Regions from separate parts of the Hordeum vulgare genome. Here region 2 is linked to region 1. Evidence: chromatin contacts called from public Hi-C data. All regions are on one chromosome and are shown on one strand. Each heading gives the region's core, a stretch centred on a gene start, on an enhancer-like site or on the middle of the called end of the contact. The rest is flanking DNA. Distances are from core to core; before and after follow the strand shown.

The links. Hi-C and Micro-C count contacts between places; a contact is called where the count stands out from the background.
Region 2: a contact with region 1 is called in a Hi-C map of seedling, with 4 times the contacts expected there. The contact joins the promoter of LOC123443897 here to the promoter of LOC123439978 in region 1. A contact is called at or near these places in 2 of 6 Hi-C or Micro-C datasets (leaf and seedling) and 1 of 1 datasets of contacts at active chromatin or transcription factors (embryo).

The regions. Positions count from the first base shown.
Region 1 is chr3H:373,570,279-373,578,114 of MorexV3_pseudomolecules_assembly, forward strand. It overlaps LOC123439978 (probable galactinol--sucrose galactosyltransferase 1), which reads right to left and starts at 5,099. Exons shown (of 3, transcript XM_045116578.1): 1 at 4,720-5,099; 2 at 3,752-3,986; 3 at 3,163-3,657. The coding sequence starts at 4,913. The coding sequence ends at 3,887. It also overlaps the pseudogene LOC123439977.
Region 2 is chr3H:373,793,988-373,801,823 of MorexV3_pseudomolecules_assembly, forward strand. LOC123443897 (polypyrimidine tract-binding protein homolog 1-like) reads right to left here and starts at 4,446. Exons shown (of 10, transcript XM_045120446.1): 1 at 4,002-4,446; 2 at 3,349-3,558; 3 at 1,757-1,819; 4 at 1,529-1,602; 5 at 1,342-1,437; 6 at 1,175-1,232; 7 at 1,011-1,106; 8 at 855-936; 9 at 658-770; 10 at 1-223. The coding sequence starts at 4,184.

The DNA.
Region 1 (7,836 bases), core at 3,849-6,348:
CAAAGGCAAAAATATTTTCTGAATTTTAAATACAATTTTCAACCATGAAGTTTGTTTTAAAAAATAAAAAAAGAAAAAAGGAAAAAATGAAACAGAAACAGAAAAACAAAAAAAAGAAAAAACAAAACAGAATAAAGGGCAAAAAAAGCAAAAAACCAAACTTCCTGTAGAGGGAGATGGGTTGTCTAGTTGATCTCGCCCGTGCGAGTTTGCCCGACTATTTGACGCAAAGAGCGTTAAATATGATTTTCCTTTCAGGAGCCCAGGAGTGAAATTATAAATTTTGGGCCGCCAGATTTGTTGGGCCATAAGGTGGGCCTAGGATGGGCTGAGGCCCATAGGGTGGGCCTAGGATGAACAAACCACTAGATTCCCTCCGGCTCGACCTGACGCGTGCGTTTCCCTCCCTCTAAGTGACGGCGAGAGCAAAGTCCGTGGAGGAGGCCACACTCCGGAGCACCGCGACGTGCGTCTATGCATGCCATGTTATTTTGACATGGAAGAGGAACCACCAAAAGATCTGGTGGCATAGCTACCCCTAGAAGCACCCCAACCGCACTCGTAGACATGCGAAGAACATCCCCGTGAACAGTAGTCTATTAAGATATTTAGTCATGTTTTAAAATTATGAAAAAATACCACATATCTTGCATCACATGTCTACACGATGCAAAAAATCCATGAATTTTTAATGCTCCTACTCTTCAGAACAATTCACGCAACAGCAACACCGACAAACGTTACCTCGGTGTCAGCGCCGTTCGTGTGGGGGTCGCACCTGAACAACCGTACGCTAGGTGTTTGAACCTACCGCCACCCTTTAGGACATGCAAGAGCTGCCGATGCGGTGTTTCGGTGGCATAGCTACCCCCCGAAGGCCACCCGACCGGGCAAACCCTAGCCCCGTTGACCCATAGATCTAGGCCTTTGACTTTCGCCGGACGGGCTTTGACCAGTGCACTCTTCTACGTGGTTACGATAGGTCAGCCCATAGGAACACCCCCAAACATGGTCCGGACCCAACCAACCACTAGATTCTCTCTAGCTCGACCCGACGCGCGCGCCCCCCCTCCTCTAAGTTACGACGACAGCAATGTCCGTGCAGGGGGGCCACACCCCGGAGTCCCATAACATGCGTCTACGCATGCCACGTCACTTTCAGACATGGAAGAGGAACCACCACAAGATCTGATGGCATAGCTACCCCTAGAAGTTCCCCGACCACACTCGTAGACATGCGAAGAACATCCTTGAACATGAGGTCACGTTTGTGATTTGAATATACTTATAAAAACATGTCAAAATAGATGCAATTATTAATTATTTGTGATTTGAATATAATATAGGGACCTATATGCAAAAATACATGAGGTCACGTTATTAACATACCCGAAACAAATTCACACTGCATATTCATAATTTATGAAAAATTATACCCCAAATTGATATATAATTTACGTAAGCTTATGTTAAGATAAGTCAAATTCTACACGAGGAAGCCTCGAGATGATGGAACGTGGCAAACTGTCGGCATACCTGTACGTTCCACGGAGCCTCCAAATGATGACATGTGGCGAATTTATGTTGACGGTGGCCGTCCACATAAATGCACGCCCTAAAGAGCTACCGAACGATGACATGTGGCAAGGGTATGCCAACGACCTGACCGTCAGCACAACTATGCGGACGACCACCATTAGCGTTGTCGGTGTAGTTGGACGACGTCAACTCGCCATCTGACATCAGGCAGGCGGTCCCACGTGTATGACAACAGCCTACCTACACCAACGGCCACCATCGGCATAATTGGGATTTGCCGATGTTTTTTCTGTGCCGACGGAGGCTGTAGGCATACCTAGACCTACACCGACGTCTTTTCTGCCCCGATGTTTTGCTGCCGGCCGGTGGCATACGATTATCTATGCCGACGGATGGATTCAGCCATCGGAACAAAACTTTATTCCGGTGGTGAGAGGCCTCAGGTATGAACAAATATATTGTTTGCCGTTTGCATGAGTATGTGAGAGAGGTAGTTAAAATTAGCGACGTGCCGTAGGAGATGGACAAGCCTGCAGAAACAAGATCAGTGCTGAACTACGTGGTTTGGGACCGCTCTGCTCCATCAAAAGCAGCTCCGCTCCATCAAATCCACTTTGAAGCAGTTTCATACGGAAGTTGAAGCTCTTTCAAAGAAAACGTTTGGCTTTTATCCAACTCCAGCTTCACGAATGGAAAATTTGATGGAAAGGATCTATTTGATTGGATGAGAGGGGAGAAACGAAGGGGTATCCACTTACGGGTGGCAGTGGTGGGTAATTTCGCTCCAACTCTAGCTTCTACAATTTTATGGAGCACCTCATAGAGAGCTTCATAAAAAACAGAAAGTTGAACCCTAAATTCTAGTTTTTTTGTGAAGCTGTATATAGTGAAGCTATCCCGTTTGACTTATATTTTCTAGAGTTAAGCTGAATTTTCTGAAGTAGAGCAGTCCCAAACTCGATATGGCCAAGCGTTACCTTGAGGGCACGCCCCAATTTCAATAGGAGCACCGGAGTACGTATATAAAGCATGCAGGTAGCAGCTGCATCCCGTATCCACAGCAAGAAGCAAGACCTGTTCCTTGTGTACAGAAGTGCTAGCTACCAACAATGGCCATCCCGGCTAAAGCCAGTAGCAGCTCCTTCTCCATCGCCTGCCTCTTGGCCGCCATCTTCCTGTTCTCCTCGGCCCCACGGAGCCACGGCAGTAGCATCGCCATCTACTGGGGCCAGAACGGCAACGAGGGCACCCTCGGCGAGACCTGCAGCACCGGCAACTACGGCTTCGTCAACATAGCTTTCCTCTGCAGCTTCGGCTCGGGCCAGGCCCCACAGCTCAACCTCGCGGGCCACTGCGACCCCTACTCCGACGCCTGCACCAACCTCACCGCCGACATCAACCTCTGCCAGTCCAAGGGCGTCAAGGTCATGCTTTCCACAGGGCCGGCCATGTGTTTCGGGATGCCCTAGACGAACTCAATGACATGGGCCCCTATGTTAAGACCATATATTTTTAGTTTAAAATTTAACTATAATAATTGATTGACTCGATCGATAATAATAATAACAAAAATTCAACTTACTAAATCGACAATAATAACACTAAAATGATAGAGAAATGAAACTAAAATGACATGATTACTTCAAATAAAAACAAAGTTCTGACTTCATCGACAACAATAATAATTTAGTTCTTCAGAAAAAGTTTCTTCGGGCGTTTCTTGATGCAAAGTCATTAAAGGCACAATCAGAATTAACATTGTCCAAGATATCCTTTTCAAGATCAGCGTTTCTTCGGATGTTGGATGGCTAGTCTGCCGGTCGGCCGACGCGCGCAGTGGCAACAAGCCGGTCGAGACGCTGCAGTACTGAAGCCGGCGATTCGTTTGACGATGGCACTCGAGACGAGCCGTCGAGCTGTCGAGGCGACCGGAAGACGAAGCCACGAACGGGTTTTACGACGTGTGCGTAAACTGGGTAATTGATCGCAGCCGGGTCTAACCATCTGATTTCTTCTTTTTTTGTATTATATATATATATTTTTTAATACGCTACAATGTACTCCCTCTATAAACTAATACTAGATGGGTGCCTTCAAATGATTCTACAGCTGGATCACCTGCAAATAAAAGAAAAACAAGAGTAATGTTACACATCATGAAACAACTGTGCTCAAGTCAATGGAGAGAAGTTTCCATGATTGTCTGAATTACCACTCTCCAAGCAAATTTCCAGCTCATCATTTTCGTTCCCCTGGAGTACGGCTCGGAATGAGCCCTCCAGGATCGGGAGGAAGACGGTGTACACAGCAGATTGCTCGTCTCCGGCACCATCGGCGGCCTCGACGATCAAGATGGTGCCTCGACGATCAAGAACTGCGTCTCAACGGGGATGTCGCGGCCCGATGAGCCCATCCTCTGTGTCATCCACCACATCTTGAACCTGAACCTGCACATGAATCGCAGGTCCTTGAAAAACCAGCATGCCACACCAGTTCAGCCAATTCTTTATTCTTTATGAATCGCAGGAGCTCCCTCCTATTTCAAGATATATTTTAACTATATTGTACTCCCTTCGTTCTTAAATATAAGTCTTTTTAGATATTTTACTAGCGGACTAGATACAGAGGAAAATAAGTGAATCTACATTCTAAAGTATGTCTATATACATCCGTACGTAGTCTTCTAGTGAAATTTTTAAAAAGACTTATATTTAGGAACGGAGGGAGTAATAAGTACTAAGAATTCATTTTTTGCCAGCCAAGTGTCCATGGTTGTTTACCTTTTTTAGGGGAAGAACTATAATGTCAAGAACAAACAGGAAGAGAAGGGATCCAGAATGTTGGTATTGAGTTGACGATTTCCTTTTATTAACAAAGCAAAATGTTGAAGAATTTTCCTTGTCTTTTTTAAAAGAGCGCGGAGACTTTTACCGCACACCTGAAGTTTTACGTTTCAGGAGTTACTACTACTCCTGTTTACCAAGAGTCAAGAGAAGACAAGATTGCAAACTGAATAGTTTCTCTGAATCTAGATCGTCGCACATGACAGACATCAAATAAGACACGCTTCAAATAATTGTGAAACAGATGACAGAGGAGAGGACCACCCGGACAAAACAGCTGAAGAGAGCTCAGGAATCGCAGGAGCAACGGAGAAGACCAACAGTCAGCGCAGCTCACCTGAGCTTCCCGACGGGGAAGACGCTCCGGCTGCCGGCGGGGGCCGACCGGACGCCGAGGAACGCGCCGTTGAGCATGCCGCCCCCGGCGGCCGGCGTGACGAGCACATTGTCGCGCACCTCCGTCAGGACCGTGGCCCCCAGCGCCGCCAGGCTGCCGTCCTCCTGGACCGCGATCCCGGCTCCCACTGTCATCTTCCTCCCCCCGCACCGCAGTCCTCCAATCAAAGCACGTAGGAAGATTTACGACGGTGGGATCTGTGGGTGTGGCGCGGCGCGCGGTTGTGGTGTTGGGACAGCCGAGTGCGCTCTCCCTCGTTTTATAGCCGTCGGGGTGGGGATCTTTTTCGGTTCGACCCCCCGGCAGTAGAGATTGAAAGGTTTGCGTTGCCTTCCGCATCGTGTTTTTTTAAGACACCTTTTATTTTGAGCCTGACCCGATCATGGCCACGGGTCGGGCCTCGGCGTAGATTTTGAGCCCGACGGCCGGACCGGGCCAGGCCAGGTTTGGACCTGTCGTTTTTGCACTTTAAGGAGAAGGTCTGGCTCGAGGCCTGACGGGTTTTTGATAAACTAACAAAAAGACCCATGCATTGCAACAGGAAAAAATAACACCACACATTTTTAATTAAAAAATTTAGAGAAAGAAATTAAAGAAAAAAGATAGAGTAGTAGTGCACAACCCATTAGACGTGTCAAGGCCCAGCCTTACCCACCTCCTCCACCGCACTCCCCCCTTCCAATAACGCCCGCACTCGCCTCCTCCTCTGCTCCTCCACCGCCTCCCACCTCTGCACCTCGCGACCACCTCCCATGGTGTGCTGTTGCGAGGTCGGCCTACGGGGCCAGTCTCCGGCAAGACGTACCCCGCCAGTTGCCTGAATCCTCTAACCCCGACGCCCCCACCTCCACGTATGCATCGCCAGCGCCTGTCCCTTTCCTTCGCCCCGAGCCCCCTCTGTCTCGCGGCTCCACTTCTGTTCGCGTCATCCCAATTTCTTCTTCTCGAATTTGTTCCTCTGTTGATTTCCCTTGCCTCTTGTAAAATCACCAAGACGCATGTATATAAAGTGATGAAATTATCTGTGAAGTATCGATGTGGGATTATGAGGGCAGAAGCGATAGCCCTCTCGTGCGTTTTCTGTCAGCCTAGATGCGTTTCTCTTATCCAATGCCATAGGGGGCTCTCTGCAAAAATGAAACGTTTTCCGGTTCGTAACACATAAAAAGGTACTGCGGGTTTAATTACCTAAAAGACAGGGGCTTTTTAAAAAACGGCAGCGGTGAGTTTTCCGACGGAAGCAATAACCTCTTTATATATATATATAAATGTAAAGATAAGAGTGTTTAGATTACTAAAATAATGTTCTAAATGCTTTTATATTAGTTTATGAAGGAAGTACATACATACAATATTATGGCCCCCCTCCTGTCGTGGGCGCTAGGCCGTCGCTCCGCCGGCCATACGCGAGGGCCGGCCCTGGCTCTCCATCGGCGGGGGCGCCGGAGGGTACACGCTCAACTCCGAGCAGGACGCCGCCGACCTCGCGCAGTACATCTGGAACAGCTTCCTCGGCGGGAGCTCGTCCAAGAGGCCTCTCGGCGACGCGGTGCTCGACGGCGTCGACTTCGACATCGAGGGAGGGAACCCGGACTACTACCGGCGCGCTCGCGGCGCACCTCAAGTCCTACGGCGGCAAGGGGGGCAACAAGGAGGTGTACCTGTCGGCGGCGCCGCAGTGCCCGTTCCCGGACCAGTGGGTGGGCAAAGCGCTCGACACCGGCCTCTTCGACTACGTGTGGGTGCAGTTCTATAATAACCCGCCGTGCCAGTACGTGCAGGGGAACACGGCCAACCTGATGGACTCATGGAAGCAGTGGACGTCCGGGGTCCACGCCGAGTACATCTTCCTCGGATTACCCGCGGCGCCGGCAGCGGCGGGGAGCGGGTTCATACCGGCGGGGAGCATGGAGTCGCAGGTGCTCCCGGCGCTCAAGGGCTCCGGCAAGTACGGAGGGGTGATGCTGTGGTCAAAGTTCTACGATGACCACGTCGGCTACAGCTCCGCCATCAAGAACGCTGTCTGATTTGTGACGATGGTTCATCTCGTTCCATTCTCGCACGATCTGTATGTTATAGGGACCGGACGACCGGTATTGTATAGTAGTTCGCCGCAATATGGTCTGCGTAGTTTACTTTATAACGGGCTAATTTTCTTTAATATTGTATTTTTTATTCTTTTTGAAAAATAATGCATCGATTTGAATATTTTTAAAAATAGGCCTGGCTCGGCCCTGGCGTGACCGACGGGAGGCTGTCGGCGTCGGCGTGGCCGACAGGAGGCCAGTCGGCCTAGGCCCGACCGATTAGTGGCTCTCGGCCACGTGGCGGCCGACTAGTGGCCAGGCCACGTCGATTGCCCTGTCGGCTCTGCCTGTCGGCCCTGGCGTAGCCGATAAGGCTATCGGCTTGGGGGAGGCCGACTAGTGGCCACTAGCCAGCCGAGGCAGCCCCTTCCCCCTCTCTTCCTCCTTCCTCCTTTCTTCCTCCTTCCTCTTTCTTCCTTCTCTCTTCTCCCATTCTACCTTATCTCCTTTCTCTCTTTCTCCTCCTACCTTCTCCCCCCACACAAAAAATCTTTCATTTTCACGTTTTGAACCGTACATTTGTTGTGTAAGGAGGAGGACATCCGAACTATCCGTCTCACTCGCGATGGGGTAGTTTGTGGTGCTTGTTTTGAAGCTATTTTTGGTGGTGGTGGTGGAGGTTGAGGTGGAGGTTGTAGTGGTGGTGGTGGTGGTGTGGGTGAAGTTGGTTGTTTTGGTGGAGTTGGAGGTGGTGGTGTGGGATTAATCTCGGTGTTCGTCAAGAGTCATTCGTTGTTCATCGTTTCTCCGCACGCTTCAAGGGTAAAATATTTTTGTTGTTTAAATAGTTTTAGGTGCTCCGGTAGATTAGTATAAATTTAGTTGTTTAACTAGTTTAAGGTGCTCCGGTAGATTAGTATAAATTTAGTTGTTTAACTAGTTTTAGGTGCCACCATCGCAGCAAAACATGTGGTTGGACATGTTTTCGACTCCTCCACCGTGGCCCACACAGGATACACAGTATGGCCAG
Region 2 (7,836 bases), core at 3,196-5,695, 220 kb after region 1:
TGGGCATCTGTTGATTTCCTTGGACTGAATGCTGTGCCATTTGAGCTTGATTTGAGCCTTGCTGGAACCCTGGGGCTCCATAGCCTTGTGGGACTCCCTGGCTGGCGCATGGTGGTGCTGTAGAGCCAACAGCAAGCATTGGCTGAGGACCAAGAATGGAAGGTTCATGGTTAGCTGGAGCACTGTTCCCCCCAGTGTAATCTCGGCCTCGCTCATTATTGATCTGAAACAAGATAAAAACATCACCAAGGATTTAATATCTGATATTAGTACATATCAGCCACAATTAGTTCTGCCTGGTGCATCAAATTTTTTATCTCCCAGCACGATGATACATGTGTTATACTCCCTCCTTTCCTAAATATATGTCTTTTTAGAGGTTTCATTAAAAGACTACATACGAATGTATATAGACATACTTTATAGTGTAGATTTAATCATTTTGCTCCGTATATAGCCTCCTAGTGAAATATCTAAAAAGACATATAATCCCTCCGTCCGGAATTACTTGTCGCACAAATTGATAAAAATGGATGTATCTAGAACTAAAATACATCTAGATACATCCATTCCTATGACAAGTATTTCCGGACGGAGGGAGTATTTAGGAACGGAGGGAGTACCAAATTTGAACATAATGAGGGAGTGGTGAATTACCCTAACATTAAGATCGGTATGGCGTGAAAACGCGAGGTGAAGCTTGCAATATCCACCTTCATAGATGCTGTGTCCTTCTAATGCTTCCTTTGCTTTAACTGCAGTTTGAATATCTGCAAGAAAGGCGTAAAAGTTTGAGAGACATGCTGCACGCCAAAACTTTTGAGTCTTGTGTGCTTGTAAATTGATCTTTTTACCTGGATACTGGATTAGTGCGTGGAAGCCAGAGTTCTTCTCAAAAATAGCAATCTTTTGTACAAACCCAAAAGCAGAAAAGACCTGCCAATTACAGGAACAACTGGTTGGTGCCAAGTGTTTTACATATGATGGTTTCACGGTATTTAATACATTACCTCATGAAGAGCATCTATTGTAACAATATACTGCATATTCTCAACTGACGCAAGCAGAACATTGCTCTCTGCCTCCTCCTTTTTCCCATCCTGGGCCTAACCCACAACTATGTTAGCATAAGAACAATATCTAATCATATATGCACGGAGGTTAGAAGTATTACCACTCCAGATCCCTCAATAGCAGAAGGTGCAAGGGGAAGGTATGGGTTTGTATAGTCCCTAAAGAGGAAAAAGAAACCAATAAGTAAAGGATCTTTTGAACGCCAAAATGAGAGGAAATAGGTGAATGTGATGAACATTCATCAAGCAGCAAGACGGCAATTCTTACCTACTCCTGTGACTCTGAAACTTGACATTTAGAACAGAGTGTGCTGAATAATTTATTCTTAAAGTGCAGGACCCATCAAGTTCTGGAAGCAAGTAGCTGCAGCAGAAGCATAAATAGTTATCCATCAGTCTTGAAAAATAGTACAATAGAAATATATATATATATATATATAGCCTGAGAACAATACCTAGGAATGCATCTGCCATCCAGAGCAGCTTTTGCAGATGATGCAGTCTCAGCATCAGAGAATTGTATCAATGCCTAGAAGACAGAAAAAAGAACATATTCGTATAAAATCTACCAGGACAAAGATAAGGAAATCATGCTGCTTGTTCTTATAAAGAGAAGCCACCATGCGAGAGTTCAAGGGATGATCAGATGAGAACTGTTACTAAATTACAAGTTAAACCGTTACCTGGTAACCAGATGCCTTCTCAAAGGTAGCAATCTTGTGAACATATCCAAAAGCAGAAAATACCTGGGTAAATAAAGATAGGCTGTCAATATGACAAGTAAAATAATGTAGTAAAACCAAATGCATGCATTTAGATAATTGGAAAGACAAGCAAGCTTAAATCAGGAAAATAAGCTACAAAGGCCAACTAATATCTGAATGCAGAGCACCACAAAGACTTTAATATAAAGCATGAAGAAAAGCAGAGAAGCATACAAAGTAAATTCCTCACTAACCATGACACTCACGGGTAAGAGTTTGGAGACAAGTTTTGTGGTTTTACTAGCAAATCATTTTTTCAAATGGAGTCTTCTAAACCGCTAAAAATACAAAAAGATGAAATAATTATACTATGTTTATCCTGACACAATTATAACCATAGAAGTTCTAATTATGTTATTACCGAGTCAAAACTTCCCATTTGCTAGCGTTTATAACAGATGGCGAAGAAAAGGAAGGAATTCAGCAAGCAACAAATCTACATAGCATTGATATTCCAGTGCCGTCGCTAAAAAAAGGAACTACGAGTTCAGCTAGCCAAGGTTCCAACACTAAAAAAACAACTTTTAGGCATGTCTTCGCATCGGCAAGTGGTAAACTGTTAAAAAAGTGCAACCTCAATTGAACAGAATTGAGCACAGGTTTGTCAGCACTTGGGACTTGAGGGCATAGAAAGTGATAGAAGCATTTCCTAAAGCCAAACAAGCACAAAGTGTATAACAAAGGATACACTGCATGTTGAGGCTTTACGCCTTTACTGATCAATTGCTGTAGATTTTAAAATTTACTGATCTATAGTTATGTATAAGTATAGGCTAACTGTTCAAGGCTCCAACAAGATAACTGTTATAGGATTGCTCCGTAACATCATTTATGTGTGATGCAAAATATTATTTGCCGATATTCTTTTAGGGCATGAATAATGTATGCATGTTTAGTTGTTTTGGCAAAAAGAAACAAATTATTGCCTCAAGCCTATTTGTGATATAACAGGGAACCACAATTCTAGCATCTTCATCTTGTGTTATCCTTATGGTAACAGCTTCATCTTGTCCTGATGGCTTTCTGGAGATAGTTCTAAACAATGCTATCCACACATCTTTATTTGTTCCTGTACACATCGTGTCAAGTACTTCGGAAACATTAAATTCAAAAAGCATTTCATGCAATCCTCATTGAGACAACATGTAAACCAACTTTTTGGCACTAGGTATTACGTAGTCAACAAACATGAGGAGGGAGGGAGGAAGGGGGAGGGTGGGAGGAAGAGAGGGAGGGAGTGGATGTTAACATCCTAGTGGAGGATATAGTTTGAGGGAAGGGAAGGGGGTAGGGCAGCGATGAGTAAGGGAGAGGAAACAAACACACACAGTTGTTCCTGATGCGGTTGCCAGTCATGATACTCCGTGACAACGGCCTGCTAATCCATTTGGACCATGTAAAAAATGGGCTACAAGTTACTAAGGCAGTCCTGGCAAATCAAATTAATCCTGCAGACAACATCAGACTAAGTAAACAACAGAAATAATGTTACAACTCTTTAACTTCCTTACCAGGTGCAAAACATCTATGCTCACAGCATCTGGCAGAACACCCTCCATTGTCACTAGCAAAACATTGCCTGCAGCATCCCCGGTATTCTTGCTGTTGACAATCTCCTGTCTATTGGAGTACTGAAGGTACACATTTTTGCCTCTTACCTGTGCTGGCTCGGCTGATGATGCATAATATGATATCATAGCAATTGCCTGATTTTGGTCAGCCTGCAAAGACAGCGTGTAAAACTTATCTTCTGTTTGGTATCTGAGCATACTCATATTACAGTCTGGACTTGTATTTTTCCGCATAATGGGTTATAATTCCTTGAGACAAACTCCAGACACAATTTCCATCAAGATTGCGCTCGTTTTTGTAAAGAACATGACAACAACTAAGGTTGGTTCATGTGCCAAGATATCTTATGGCTCTAAAGGCCTTAACTGTTTATGAATGGTGAACTGGGTGGCGCCAGGCAGCTTTGGCCACAGCAACTCACTGACTAAATACACGAACAGGACGCCCCTTTACCAAAAAAAAAAAAAAGCAAGGCTAAAATACGCTCATCCACAACTCGATCTGGGAGGAAGGGGTGGGTGGCTGGCTGAGGGACGCACATAGGCCGAAACTAGAACGAGAATACAATCAAGGATCTGGAACTAATACTCACGAATTCGATGAACGCCTGGTTCCTGTTGGCGCCGACGTTGCACTTGGTGTTGACGACCTTGCCGAAGAGGCTCCCCAGCTCGGTCAGCTCCTCGTCCGTGCACTCCCACGGCAGGTTCCTCACGTGTATCACCTTCGATGGAGGCTGGGTGTACCGGAACTGCGGGTTCCCGCCGGAAGCCATCCCCACTCCCGCAAAAGCTCCTCCTACCTCTCGATCTTAACTCGGCACTGATCGCGATAAACAGATCCCCTTAGGAGGAAACTGCCAGTGGATACGCACGCAACCAAGGCGCATAAAGTAGGAGCCTGTACTTAACGGCGGCGAGCGGCCGTTGCGGTTCTCGTCGACGATGTGGAGAGGCGAAAGGCCGGACCGGAGGAAGACGAGTTGGATTTGGATTCTCAAATCAAAAGGCTTCGGAGCAGCCTGCCTAGGGTTTCGTGTGGGGATCCTCGGAAGAGAGTATGGAGCAAACTTCGGACAAATGGGCCGTCGCCACGGATTATTGGACCGACACAGGCCCGGCATGGCGTGCGAATAAAAGGTCAGGCCGGCCTTCGGCTCGTCACGGAACAACGCCGGGCCAGCACAGCCTTAAGGCCTCGTTTGGCACGAAGGGATTCAACATGTTTCGAGAAGAAAATCGTCGAAAGGGACAGAAACCCCATAAAACTTCGGGCGTCCATTTGGTAAGAGGGGTTTGCTTAGTCGAATCTTCTCCATTCTCCTTCAATTCCTTTCTATTCATGTGTTTCAGGATCCTCCTCGAAAGACTGGTGGAAGCAAAACCCCGAGGATTTGAGAGGATTGGGTGAAAGGAAGGGATTCACGAAATCCCCTCAAATCCCCTCCTCCCCAAACCTCCTCAATCCACTTCTACCAAACAAAGCTTAAGAGTTAATTAGGGTCCGCCCGTCGCCTCTCCACACAGCCCAAGTCAACATTTTTAGCATTGTTTGCCGGGAACTCCTACCTGCCGCTCGCTGCGGCAGGAGGTCGCTCCAACGCACAGGGGCCGTCCAACTGGCCCGGCCTAACTTTTTTTTTATAAAAATTTGGATAATTTCCTTTTTTTCTTTTTTTCTTTTTTGTTTATTTCTTTTTTTCCTTTTTTGGCTCGTTTTTCTTTCCGTGTTCCTTTTTTCTTTTTTTATCAAAACGAACAAATGTTGAATTTCTCAATCATTTTTTGAAACCATGAATATTTTAAAAATCAGAGACCAAATATAAAAGCAAGAAAACTTTATGAATATTGAGAACAAATTTTCAAATCAGGAACAATTTTGAAAAATCCTGAAAAAATTTGGAACTGCAAACAATTTTTTAAAGCACGTACATTTTTTGACTCTTGAGAAAGAAAAACAGGGAACAATTTTGAAAACCTTAAACAAATTTGGCAGAATAAACAATTTTTTAGAAGCACAAACATTTTTTAAACTCCAAATATTTTTTGAATATTGAGAACAATTTTTAAACTCCAAATATTTTTTCAATCCTGAGAAAAAAAATTAAAACAGAGAGGAATTTTGAAAACCCCCAAAGAAATTTGGAAGCGCGAACTATTTTGAAAAAAAATTAAAAAATGGAGAACAAATTTTTAAAGGATGAACATTTTTTGAATCTTGAAAAGAAATTTCGAAAATGAGAACAATCTTGAAAAATTGTAAACAAATTTGGAAGCCCGAACAATTTTTTAAACATATTTAAATCAACTAAAAATTTCTAAATGGAGAACAATTTTCAAACATTTTTCGAATTATAAGAAAAATATTTGAAAATCCAGAACATTATTTAAAAACCTCAAACATTTTTCCTAAAATCGAGAATATTTTTTCAAAGAGCAAAAACATTTTTGGAATTTGACGAACAATTTTTGAAAATCCGGAACATTTTCGTATTTATGAATGAAGTTTGAAAAATCAATAAAGTTTTGAAAAAAAAGCAAGAAATTTTTTTGAAATTTAATAACATTTTTCGTATTTGTAGATCATTTTTTGAAAATCCAGAACATTTTTTGAAACAGAAACAGGAAAGAAAAAAATAGAAAAGAAAAATGAAAAAAAAAACGGTTCATGAACCATCTAGATGTTTCCCAGAAACGAAAAAAAAGGCTGAAAACCTCTAGAAGGTTCCCAATACTGGGACCACTGAAGCGCTAAATGGGTCAGACCAATAAAATCCTTCGCCACCGAGTCGTGTGCGTTTGCCCGACTATTTGCCGCAAAGAGCGGCAAATAGGAGATTCCTTGTTTGCCACTCTAAATTTTGCTCACCTTACTTATGCACCTTAGAATTTGACATTTCACGTTTGTCACTCTTAACTTTGAACAAGGGGAGTGCTCGACGTCGGCACGCTGGCCGATAGTTTCGGTTGGTCAGCCCCAAGCCGCCCGATACACCAGCGTATAAACGTCGTATAGACGTATGATTGGACCAAGTGTCATCTTGTTCCTTCCCCCGCGTCTTCAAACTATGTCAACGCGTTCGTCGTGAGATGCAATTTCCTGTAGCCCCTCGTCGCCCCCTCCTCCCCCTGGCCTCCTGGTTGCATCTCCACGTGCTCGGCTCGTCGTCATCGTCATCGCTCTTCGACGAAGCTCGCCTCCGCTCCATTCCCACTCTCGGGGCCAGCCGCGGTTCCCAGAAAAATGGCATCTCTCGGGGGCAGCCGCTGGCCGGAGCCGAGCGCCATGGATGCAGTTGCTACGTCCGCGCTCGCCATGGATGGATCCTGCACTCGTCACCCGCGCACACCATGGATGCAGCTCCGCCTCGCCGACACATGGTGGTTGTAGGAACAAATATGTCGATAGTAGCAAAATCAAAGGACAGTTGCAGAAAAACCATCTCACTGTCGTTGCCGGTCTTAGCTTCGACGTGATTGAGGTAGCAAAAAAATATGTCGGTGGTAGCAAAATCAAAGAACGGTTGTAGCAAAACATCTCGCCATTTGTAGCAAAACAGTGGTTGTAGCAAAACTATCCGCTGGTTGTAGCTTTTTCTTTGTCGGTTGTAGCAAAAATCAACAATGGTTGCAACAAAAATCATTGTCCCCACCGTGATGGGTCGCAACTCCGTCGTGAATGGATGTAGCAAAAAGTTAACCGGGCGTGGCAAAAAACCATGACGCTTGCAACAACAAAATTCGTCGCCGCCATTGCACTGTTCGTAGCCTCGATCTTACATGGTTGCGGCGGACATGGAGGCATCCAATTGTCGGCGGACAAGGCGACGAGCACACTCCTACTATGGACAGCCATGGAGAGGGGTGCATCTGGCACCTGTGGTCCACGTACGACACAAACAAGGCCTATTAGGCAACGATGGCGGCGACTACGAGCGACCAGCGGCCATGGCGACGAGCACCACCTCGTGGCTTTGGATGGGACAGGGAGAAAGATGAAGTAGAATATGGATGGAGATGAGCAAGAAAGAGGTAAAGACACAGGTCACGGATGGTTCGTGGACCTCCAACAGCCATGCGTGGAATATGAGGCTAATCAAGGCTTCAATTAGCCAATAGATCGAATGACCCGCACGCGGCCGCCGGAAGACTCGACCAGCGCGCCGGGTATAAACATTTACCTTTGAAAAATACATAAAAAATGGCATATCGTGACTAAGGGTCCATTTGGAACTCCCCCTGCTCTGCACTTCTCCAACTCTATGTGCCAAGTGGGACCTAACGGTTAAGCTCCGCGAAGTGGGCTTCGCAAAGAGTTGCCTTCCTCTAGTGCAAAATGTCGAAGCAGCTCAAGCCTAGTTTCAGGAAATGCAAAGTGAGGAGTTCGATGTAACTACAAGAGGATGACACCGCCAAGTCAAAGAAAAT